Linked DNA regions of Sus scrofa: region 2 is linked to region 1. Evidence: chromatin contacts called from public HiChIP or PLAC-seq data. All regions are on one chromosome and are shown on one strand. The core of a region is the stretch at or near the end of the contact, and the rest is flanking DNA. Distances in the headings are between cores, read along the strand shown. Region 1 overlaps SH3KBP1 (SH3 domain-containing kinase-binding protein 1). Region 2 overlaps SH3KBP1 (SH3 domain-containing kinase-binding protein 1).

Region 1 (4,789 bases), core at 103-2,602:
TTTGATAAGAGACCACCCAGTGTCAACTTTTTCCGTAACGGGCCAGGTGTTTTTGGCTTGGATCTCTGTTCCAGCTCCTCAGCTCTGCCACAGCAGCATCAAAGCAACCGTAGAAAATACGTAAACGAATGCAGGGCCCTGTGTGATGATGAAACTTTTTTTTACAAAAGCACGTGGTATGCGTAGTTGGCGAACCCCTGGCCTAGAATGATAGTCTTTGTTTTAGTTTGTTATCTTTATGTGTATGTTTTTCTCTGTCAAGATTTGAAAAGCCAGAGAAACTCGGGGACCGTCAGCAGACTTCAGTCATCCTCTTGGGGGTTTAGCATGCTTGTAAGCACAGCGGTGATTGGGGAATATACTTCGCTAACCCTCTGTTGGGAAGAAGAGAACGGCATCCCATTTTGAATCGCTGGAAAATTGAATGGCGTTTGCCCTTCTGTCTTTATGTTCGTTTTGGGTGCGCACCCACTCACGCACACGAAGACTAGAAACGGGAAGGCTTTTCAGGGGCAACTCTGGTTGGCCGAACTTATTGTTCAAAAAGCAGTGCAGGCTGTCATTTAGAGCTCTGTGGTGGCCTTTACAATCACTTGGAATGGCCATCGTCACAGAAGGTTGCATCACCTCATTGGACACCATTCCATTTTCTAAGACGGGGTGCTTCTCCGATAACAGTAAGGGAAAGAATTTCGACAAAGATAGGAAATGCTGTTTTTAAAATGCTGTGCTCCGTCGAGGTCGCTAAAGTTCATTTCCAAAAAGCTGAAGCTTAAAATAGTCAGACATTCTAAAATGTTGCACTACAGTCTTGTTTTCCTTTTCTCTGTCCTCCCAGGAAATAAAGAAAGAGATGAAGAAAGACCCTCTGTCCAGCAAAGCTCCCGAAAAGCCCATGCACGAGGCGTCCAGTGGAAATGCTTTGCTGTCTTCCGAAACGATCCTCAGAACCAACAAGAGAGGTATGGCCCAGAAGAGAGAGCCCCCGCCCCCTCCCCCTCTCCCACCCCCACCTGGAAACTTCGAGGTGAACCGCATCCCATTTTGAATTGCCGGAAAATTGAATGGCGTTGGCCCTTCTGGCGTTCTATACATTTGGGGCGCGCACCCACTCACGCACAGCACATAACGATACAGTAACTGTAATAAAGGGAACTAATGAAAAAAATTTTTTTTTGACAGTGGGAGAGGAAACTAAGTTTGTCAACGACGATTTTTGTAGGACTCTAGCTTTCACTTTCATATCTATTTTTATGGATGAAAGGTGACTTCAGAGAGCGCTCTGGCGGGCTGAGCCGGGCACGTCTGGCCACGCTCTCTTTTCAACTTAAGGGCAGACTTCAGCTGGGTCTTTTCTCTCTCTGGCCCCTGGGTTCCCACACACAGGCCGTGTCTCTCTCGGTTTCGGAGGCCGTGCATGTAGAGGCACGTCTCCTGCATCCATCTTCCTAACCAGGGAGCCTGCCACCGCCTGGTGTCCCCCTTTTGAGACCTCAAGGCAGACGTTCTCAGCTATCAGCTTGTTGGAGTTTTGTGTTCTCCCCTATCCACGCTTTGTGACATTGTCGTTCGAAATGACAGGAGAGAGGCGGTCCGAGACGGCAGAGGCGACTAGACTCCGTTTTATACTCAAATGCTCCCACTGGGTTGCCTGGTTTCTCCAGAGCCCGCCCTCTCCGTGGACCAGTCTGGGTGCCCCCTGAGCCAGCCCCTGGTAGGTTAGCTTTCAGCTGCAGGCTTTGCAGGGCCGCCTTATTACTTCCTTAAAAAGAAACACAGAGCCGTTCAAAAGCAGGAGCCGGAAGTGTATTAGCAAAGAGTTCCATTAAAAAGAAAAAAAGAAGGCAAGTTTACATAACCACAGGGAAGAACAGCTCATCTTTCATCAAATTTCGACGCCATAAGAATTTGTCCAATAAACTGCCCATTGATCACAGTCCTTGAGACCTCAGCTTCGTGTCTCTCTTCCTTCCTGCTTCTTCCTCTGCCCCCTCCAGCTGCCCCGGGTTACATTTCCTTTTTTAAATTATTCAGTTGAAATATTGGCTGGAGGCCCATGCTGGTTAGCAGCTATAGGATTTTCTTTTCTTTTCTTGTTTTTTTTTTTTTTTAATTCCATCCTGCCAATGGAGGGAATTTCCCATTTTAAGAATTAGACATCCTTTGCTCTAAAACTGTAGTCATCCCCCAGAGCGCCTCCTGCGTTCCTGCAGATAAGCTCCAGTGCTCCTGAGGCCCGCCCTCACTGCACATGGAGCACAAGCGTTCAGTGCGTGTGTCTGCATCCCCAAACCTCCCTTGCAGATCGGAGCCCCTCCCGTCTCTCCTCACACTGCTTGGGTCAGGGGGCCCAGGAATTGCATGCTTGTGGACCAGGGGCAAGGCCTCTCTGGCCAGCCCTGTTTTTGTAAAGCAAATAAAAGAATTCAGGTGGTTCATCCATTTAACAAGATGAGGAATTAAGTTAAGGAATTAAGGTAATTATCCAGATGAGTTTGATAAAATTACCTGAGAGCTTGAAATCCATGCAGGAATCGAACATTTCACATAATTGTCTCTTTACAATGAAAAGTCTGACCTTTGAGGTCCCCTACAGAATTTTGCATTAGCCAGGAAATGGCATTAAAAGACCTGGCTTACTGACTTCACGGTCCCCTTTTAAGCCTCCACGCTAGGTAGGCCTACAGCCTGATGCTGAGCAACTTTTTACTCCCAGCTATTTTATAAAATCAATCAGCCAGTGGCTCTGAGACTTTAGCCCATGGGAGTGTCCTGTAAATATGGAACACGTAACACACCATCTTCATTCTGTCCCAGGCTTTACACTGACCCCCGGGTCACCTGGGCCAAACATAAATTTCCAGCTGAAGGGGGACATTGTGTCCCAGGGTCAGTGCCGTCTTTGGCCCTGCCCCCACCTGGCAAGGCTAACAGTACCCCTACTCCTCCTTATAATAAACAGCAGGCTGGATTGATTGGCCTTGTCAGGCCAGATAAATAGTTCATTGTGTTGAGCTCAAAAGCTACATTTTTTTCCCCACCCCAAATCAATGAAAAACCACTTTTTTTTTTCCGTTTTAAAACAAGGATCAGAGGCTAAATCGGTGGGACGAGGCTCATTACTTGTCAACACTTCCGTCCGACTAATTTTTCAAGTTTTTTGAGTTGTTGTAAATGACCGAGGTTTCCTCCTTCCCTTTGTTTCCATCGAGCTTTGCCCCTGAAAGTCTCGTGGATGTTTTTGGCAATTGCTGTTGTCATGGAGGGAAGTTGCTTTCAGAGTTTAATGACAGGCTACTTTGATTCACTAACGTGGGGTCTGTCTTATAGTATATGAGTCCACCTTGTGATTCAGCCTTGGACCCTGTGTGAATCTGATAGAATTAACACAAGTTCTTTTTCTTCCTTTTTCTCAAAGATGAGATGACCTTTTCCTTTACATGGGCCGTATCGTTTGATACAGGCTTAGCCATGAAGAAAGATCACCGTCTATTTCTGTTAAAAATCTGAAACCGAACCGTTTCATTGGGTCCTGAATTTGAGAGAGACTGAGCTGAAGACGTTTGCCCGGTTGGGTCCAGCGCTTTTTGCGTTGGGGACGTGCCTCACTTGCAGCAGGGGTGGATGGGTTGTCGCAGCTCACAGTGTGGGATGAGCTCGCCCTCCCTAGGCACCTGCATAAGGTCAAAAGCGACTCTACATTTGAAGGAAACTATTCATAGCTTTGAGAAAAGGCCAGGACCATGGAAACATGAGTTTGGGGACCGATCAGTTTCAGTTTTCAGCTTTAACCTTTGCAAATCTCTCCAGAGTTGATTTAGGGAGGTACTGGAATGACTCCACGGGTTTTTCATTTGAGCAAAACAGATGTGACTGAAATTGAGAGAGCGAGAGAGAGCAGATGAGCAGGTCCTCTAGCTGGCTTGGCAGCCATGAGCTATGTATACATTCTAGGCATGAGCACTGTAAAGGGTGGTTGTGTCTGCTCCCACCCTTGTCCACTTCTCTGGGCTTTGCCGAGTCACAGTGAAGGAGCTTCCTGGTTAAAACAAGCCTTCCCCAAGGAGTTAGAAGTCATCTTTTAAAATTTAAACTTTTAGCATGGATATTATATATCCTGAAGTTATTCCAGACTCCAGATTGTTGACAAACTGCAGCCAGAAAATCTAAAAACTTTTCTTGGAGCCAAAAGTCATTCTCGTGAACCAGACAGAAAAAGATTCTCCGTTTCCTTGTGAGAATAATTTATTATTATTTTGTTTCTTCTATCATTGAACCCATATAGGAGAGTGAGGGGCCCTCCTAAATTGGAACATTGCTATGTGGAGGAATAAAAAAAAAATTCAAACCTTGAGTTTAAAAAACAAACTTGAGCAGGATGGATGCTTTAACGATTAATGGCAAATACACTAAATACAGCCTTGAAAATGAGCAAGGAAGATTTTCTTCACTTGAATATGGATTCTTTTCTACTCGAAGTAAAATAGAATACAAAATCTTTTGATTTCATCCTTATAAGTGTTTCCCACCAACTTTATCCATGCGATAGCTTAAGTATCCAGGCCGTAATCAATACCCTGCTGGCCTGTGTGCGGATCAGCTTCTATTCCAGGGCTCTAGTTTCCCAGTTTTTGCACCATTGACAGATGTCATGGGGAAGCTTCCTAGCTCCGAAACTGTCCTGCTACCTATGATTTTGGACGTTGTTCCTTATTCACTTTTGGGTGGATCCTAACGTTCAATAAAACATGTTTACTGTCTGCCTGCTACGAGCCTGGCCCTGTGCTTG
Region 2 (4,615 bases), core at 86-2,585, 120 kb before region 1:
ACTGGGTGACTTTGGTGGTTGGGACAAATTCCTGCTTTGTCCGTGTTCTGACATGATGACGGAGTGGCTTTGTTTTTGTCTTGTTCCATCCTGGTCACACAGTGACCTTGTGTGAGGTTGGGGTTCTGGGGAATCGCTTATGTTCAGCAGGAGAGGGCCCGGCCAGCTCCCGACAGATGCCGGGGGCTACTTTTCTCTGTCTTGAGTTAACTACACGATGAGTGGGGCAGGGAGTAGGCAATGGTGGTAGGGAGAGAATGGCTGTCTAGGTATATTCAGGGCCGACTTCCTTGATATTGGCCAGCTCCAGTCTAGGGACTGTGGTTCAGCATTCGCAGAAGGGGCAACTGGCATGCCATTCTCAGGAAGAGATCCAGAAGAACAGAGCAAGCTGCCGAGAACCAAGAAATAGCATTGCTCTTAATGGGAAAGATGCAGGGCAGGAAAGTACTGGAATCCTTTGGCTGTGAGAGAAGGAAGATCACTAATACTGTGGTTCTCAGAGTGTGGTCCCTGGGCCAGCAGCCTCAGCCTCTGGGGGTCCTGGAAAGATACCGATTCTGGGGCCCCAATTTTACCTACTGAGTCAGGAACTCAGGGGGTGGAGCCCAGCAATCTGTGTATCAATGAGCCCCGCCCCCTGCCCCCCGGGACTTCTGATGCATGGTCAAGTGTAGAACCTCTCTGCCTTGAAGAAGAGGGAACTGGGTTCCAGAGTGCGGGGGTCCATGGGCACTCTGGTCGTAAAATAAGATGCTCTTCTAAGTGATGCAAGACCTCAGAGAAGGGGAAAAATGTGCTCCTAGTTCAAGACCACCCCCTCCTGAAGTTACTAGAACAGTTCAGTGTTGATTCATCCATGAATCCAGTCCAAGTCCGATCTCCAGCACCTGGGGATTAGTGACAATAGCTGGCCCACCTTGGTGTTAGTCACTTGGGCTTTTACCGGAGGATTGCACAAGTCTTTCTTCACCATAATCCTTCCCCCCGCCACATTCTCTTTCGAAGGGATATTAAAAGTAGATTGTTAGCATTATTAGGGTTTTGATGTGTGTGATTTCTATACCTGGTGCCTGTATTGGTTTCCAGTTGCTGCTGTAACAAAGGACCACGCACTTGGTGCCTCAAACGTCACTGGTTTATTGTCTTCAAGTTCCAGAGGTCAGCAGTCTAACCCAGGTCTCACTGGGCTGAGACCAGGGTGTTGGCAGGACTGCCTTCCTTCTGGAGGCCTAGGGGAGAATCCCTTTTCTGTTGTTTTCCCCCTTCTAGGGCCCGCCCACTTTCCTTGCTCATGGCCCCCTTCCTCCTCCTGATCGCTCTGCGACTGATCATTCGGGCAGTGACCCTTCTTCCTCTTCCACGGTTAGGGCGGGCAGGAGCTGCCTTGTTAGGTCATTGGAGCCTTGTGCCTGGCTCATCGTAAGCCTAAAGTTCAGATTGGTTGCGTTCATTATGATTCCTAACCTGCAGAGCCCAGCGTTCCTCCTCCCTGACGCCTGTCCTGGCTCGTTTATTTCGCATTTCTTTGCGGAGATGCCCCCCTTTCCTGTCACTTGCATAGGTGTTCTGCTCACTGCCTCACCCTTGTCTCTTTCTCCCTGCCCTCTCTCAGCCCCTTCCAAAGGGCAGTCAAGCCCCACATGTTTGTGGACTTGACCCCATGTCCTGACCCTCCCGCCGATGCCTTCCTTCCTGAAGGCCTAGGCAGAGGCTTCCTGAAGCTGGGCAGTCGCCCCTGCCTGTGTCTGTTCCATGCTCGCCCAGGCCTCAGAGCCTTTCGCATGTCGTTCTCTTGACGGGGGATGGATTTCACTCTCCTCTGCCGGATAGTCTCCCTGTATTAGCTTCCTCCTGCTGCTATAACAAATGACTGCCAACTCAGTGGCTTAAAACAACATAACTTTGTAATCTTCCACTTCTGGGGTCAGAGATCGGAAAAGGCTTTTCCTAGGCTGATAGCAAAGTGTTGGAAGGGATGTGTTTCCTTCTGGAGGCTCCAGAGCAGAATCCATTTCCTTGGCTTTTCCAGCTTCTAAAGGCAGCCTGCGTTCCTTGGCTTGTGGCCACATCAGTCTAACCGTGGGGTTTGTCCTCACGTTTCCCTCTCTCTTACTCTGACCCTCCTGCCTTCATGTTATAAGGACTGGGCCCACCTGAATAAGTCGGGATACCCTCCCCATCTTGGGATCCTTAGTCACATCTGCCAAGTGCCTTTTGCCATGGAAGGTAGCACATTCACAGGTCGTGGGGATGAGGATGTGGTCAGCTTGGGGGGGGCCCTAATTCATACAGCCACACCTCTTATTCATCTTTTGGGGCCTGCTCCAAAGGTTGCTGTACAACACTTCAGCTCGTGTTGGGTCTGGTCATCTCTTGACTGGGCGTCCCCAACTACATTGCCCTGGCTCATTGCCTGGCATCTGGTAAGTGCCATATGTTAATGAATGAATAACCCTTTCACCCAAGTACAGTTACTCCTTGAGAATCTCTGAGGCTGTTGGCTGCCATGGGTGTGTGTGCAGTTCTGTAATATCCCCCAGGCAGAGTGTGCTGACAAGGTCTGTTTGCTGACAGTTCACGGTGGCCTGCACTGCAGTGGCTGAGAAGGGTAATGCCACATGTGTCACATGGCTTCAGCAAAGAGCCACAGGTTCAAGATAGCACATTCTCTCTGGCAGTGGTTCTCCATCAGGGGCAGTTCTGCCCCCCAGGGAGACATGTGGCAGTGTCTGGAGGTGGCAGCTGGTGGGGGAAGGGCAGCCTACTGACACCTGCTGGGCAGAGGCCAGAGCTGCGGCTCCGCACCCTGCAGTGCACAGGCGGCCCCCCCAGCCCTGTTCTCCAGCCCCGAGTGTGGGGAAGCCTGCGTTACACAGATGGTCGAAGCGCCGTTTCCTTCCTTCGTCCTCAGTCGCTCTGGAACAGAAGGTTTTCCTTCGTAGCCATCGCCTTTGTTTTCTGAATGAACCAAGAAGTGGCCGGAGAGCAGGACTCCTGGGCACTTCTTCAGCATTTTGTCCTTTGAGTAGAGTGTCTTAACCCAGCTCTTGTCCCTCTGCTGTCACTACCTGGCTCAGGCAGTTGTTAAACTTCTCCCGCGTGCGACTCCCCTGACGTCGTGCCTTCCCAGTGGGATGTGCTCATATGCCGGGTGACAGATGATGCCTCCTTCTGCCACCCACACATCGGTCCCTGGGACTGAAGAGCTGGTCAGGCCCTTGGCGGCCACGACCCGCACCATCAAAGGACGAAGTGACATGTTCCTGCTGCCGCAGAACCCAGCTGCCTTTCGATAGGAGCAAACCAGCCACCTGTCTTGATGGTCAATAAATATTAGGCCCCCGTAAGGCGCTTTCTACAGCCTGTTTCCCTGATAAGTTTTTTCTGAACGACTTTATTGAGCTGTAACACACATATCATATAATTCACCCATCTAAAGCGTGCAGTTCATTGTTTTTTATTTATTACATTCTTCATTTTTAAAATTAAGGTAAAATAGACTAACAAAATTTGCCGTTTTAACCTCTTTTTGGTGGTTTTGGCCTCGGCGTGCAGTGACTTGACGTGGGATCTCAGTTCCCAGATGAGGGATCAAACCCGGGACAGAGCAGTGAAAGCGCCGAACCCTAACCACTAGGCTATCAGGGAACTCCCTATTTTAACCATTTTTTTAAGTGCACAGCTTAGTGGCATTAAGTTTACAGTGTCATGCAACCCGGGCGGCTGTCTCTGGAAAACTCTTTCATCCCCGCTCCCTGTAAGTTTCTAATTGGAAGGTGAGGATCTGTGTCCCCTGGAGGGATTCCTGGGTCACTCCGCCATTTGGGGGGACACTTGGTAGAAACCCAAGGATGCAAGTTATGATCCCAAAGGAATATAGGAAAAGATATGTTTTTTTTTTTTTTTTTACATGATTTTCACCTCTTTTGCCTCTGGGGGCTACTTCCCTTGGGCTCTGTCCCTCCAGGCGGCTCCCTTGCTTGCACCCCTCTCATCCTGTGTGGAAATTTGACTTGCTTTTTACATCCTGAGGCACTTGTGAGTCAGGAGCTTGGGCAACTCGCTTGGCAATTACTGGGGTCCATTAAGAGGATTTCAGTCGGGGGAGAGAACACTGCAGCGCCCAACTCCTCTCCCGAATCACCCGTGGAGGGTCGATGGAGTTCCCCGTTTCTTTGCTTCGGTGCCTTGAGCTGGCACAGGTACACCAGCGACGGGCTGATTCGGACTGCTTGGTGTTCACCTTGATCGTTATTGCATGGGTGAATACCTTACAGGCAGTTCTAGAGTTTCCATGAGGGGCCATGTCAGCAAAGCAAATTGGAGCCCATGGATCTGACCTCCCTGATAAACTACGCTTATTGTTAGGCTCAGGAGGGGAAAACACTGTTAACAAAAAACTCCTGGGCTATGTGTCATCTCTGAACAGTGTTTGGTTGGCAAGAAAAGCCTAGGAAAGGCCGTAGCTTATTTCCTTGCAGGGGTGGGACCCTCGCAGGAGGCGGGTCTGTCCCCAGGTGATGGGGACCAGGCGGCAAGATGAAGTGCTGTTCCGTTCATGCTGCTGTTTCTTCCTCAGTGTCTTGGATTAAATACTATAAATATTTCAGTG

The links. HiChIP or PLAC-seq counts read pairs in DNA pulled down with a chosen protein or histone mark.
Region 2: a contact with region 1 is called in an H3K27ac HiChIP or PLAC-seq map of alveolar macrophages. The contact joins two enhancer-like sites. A contact is called at or near these places in 1 of 5 promoter capture datasets (liver), 10 of 47 Hi-C or Micro-C datasets (alveolar macrophages, blood, embryonic fibroblasts and 6 more) and 2 of 2 datasets of contacts at active chromatin or transcription factors (alveolar macrophages and skeletal muscle).

What each region holds. Positions count from the first base shown.
Region 1 is chrX:16,093,849-16,098,637 of Sscrofa11.1, reverse strand. It overlaps SH3KBP1 (SH3 domain-containing kinase-binding protein 1), which reads left to right. Exons shown (of 18, transcript XM_013985983.2): 3 at 839-962. Among named protein-coding and RNA genes, the nearest start is that of SH3KBP1, 130 kb to the left of the region's middle. Within about 2 kb of position 1,352, at least 13 of the 83 cell types and tissues checked have an H3K27ac peak or open chromatin away from gene starts, as enhancers often do. A contact at or near this core is called in alveolar macrophages, where this site is marked.
Region 2 is chrX:16,215,466-16,220,080 of Sscrofa11.1, reverse strand. The region is part of intron 1 of SH3KBP1 (SH3 domain-containing kinase-binding protein 1); the gene reads left to right. Among named protein-coding and RNA genes, the nearest start is that of SH3KBP1, 11 kb to the left of the region's middle. Within about 2 kb of position 1,335, at least 1 of the 83 cell types and tissues checked has an H3K27ac peak or open chromatin away from gene starts, as enhancers often do. A contact at or near this core is called in alveolar macrophages, where this site is marked.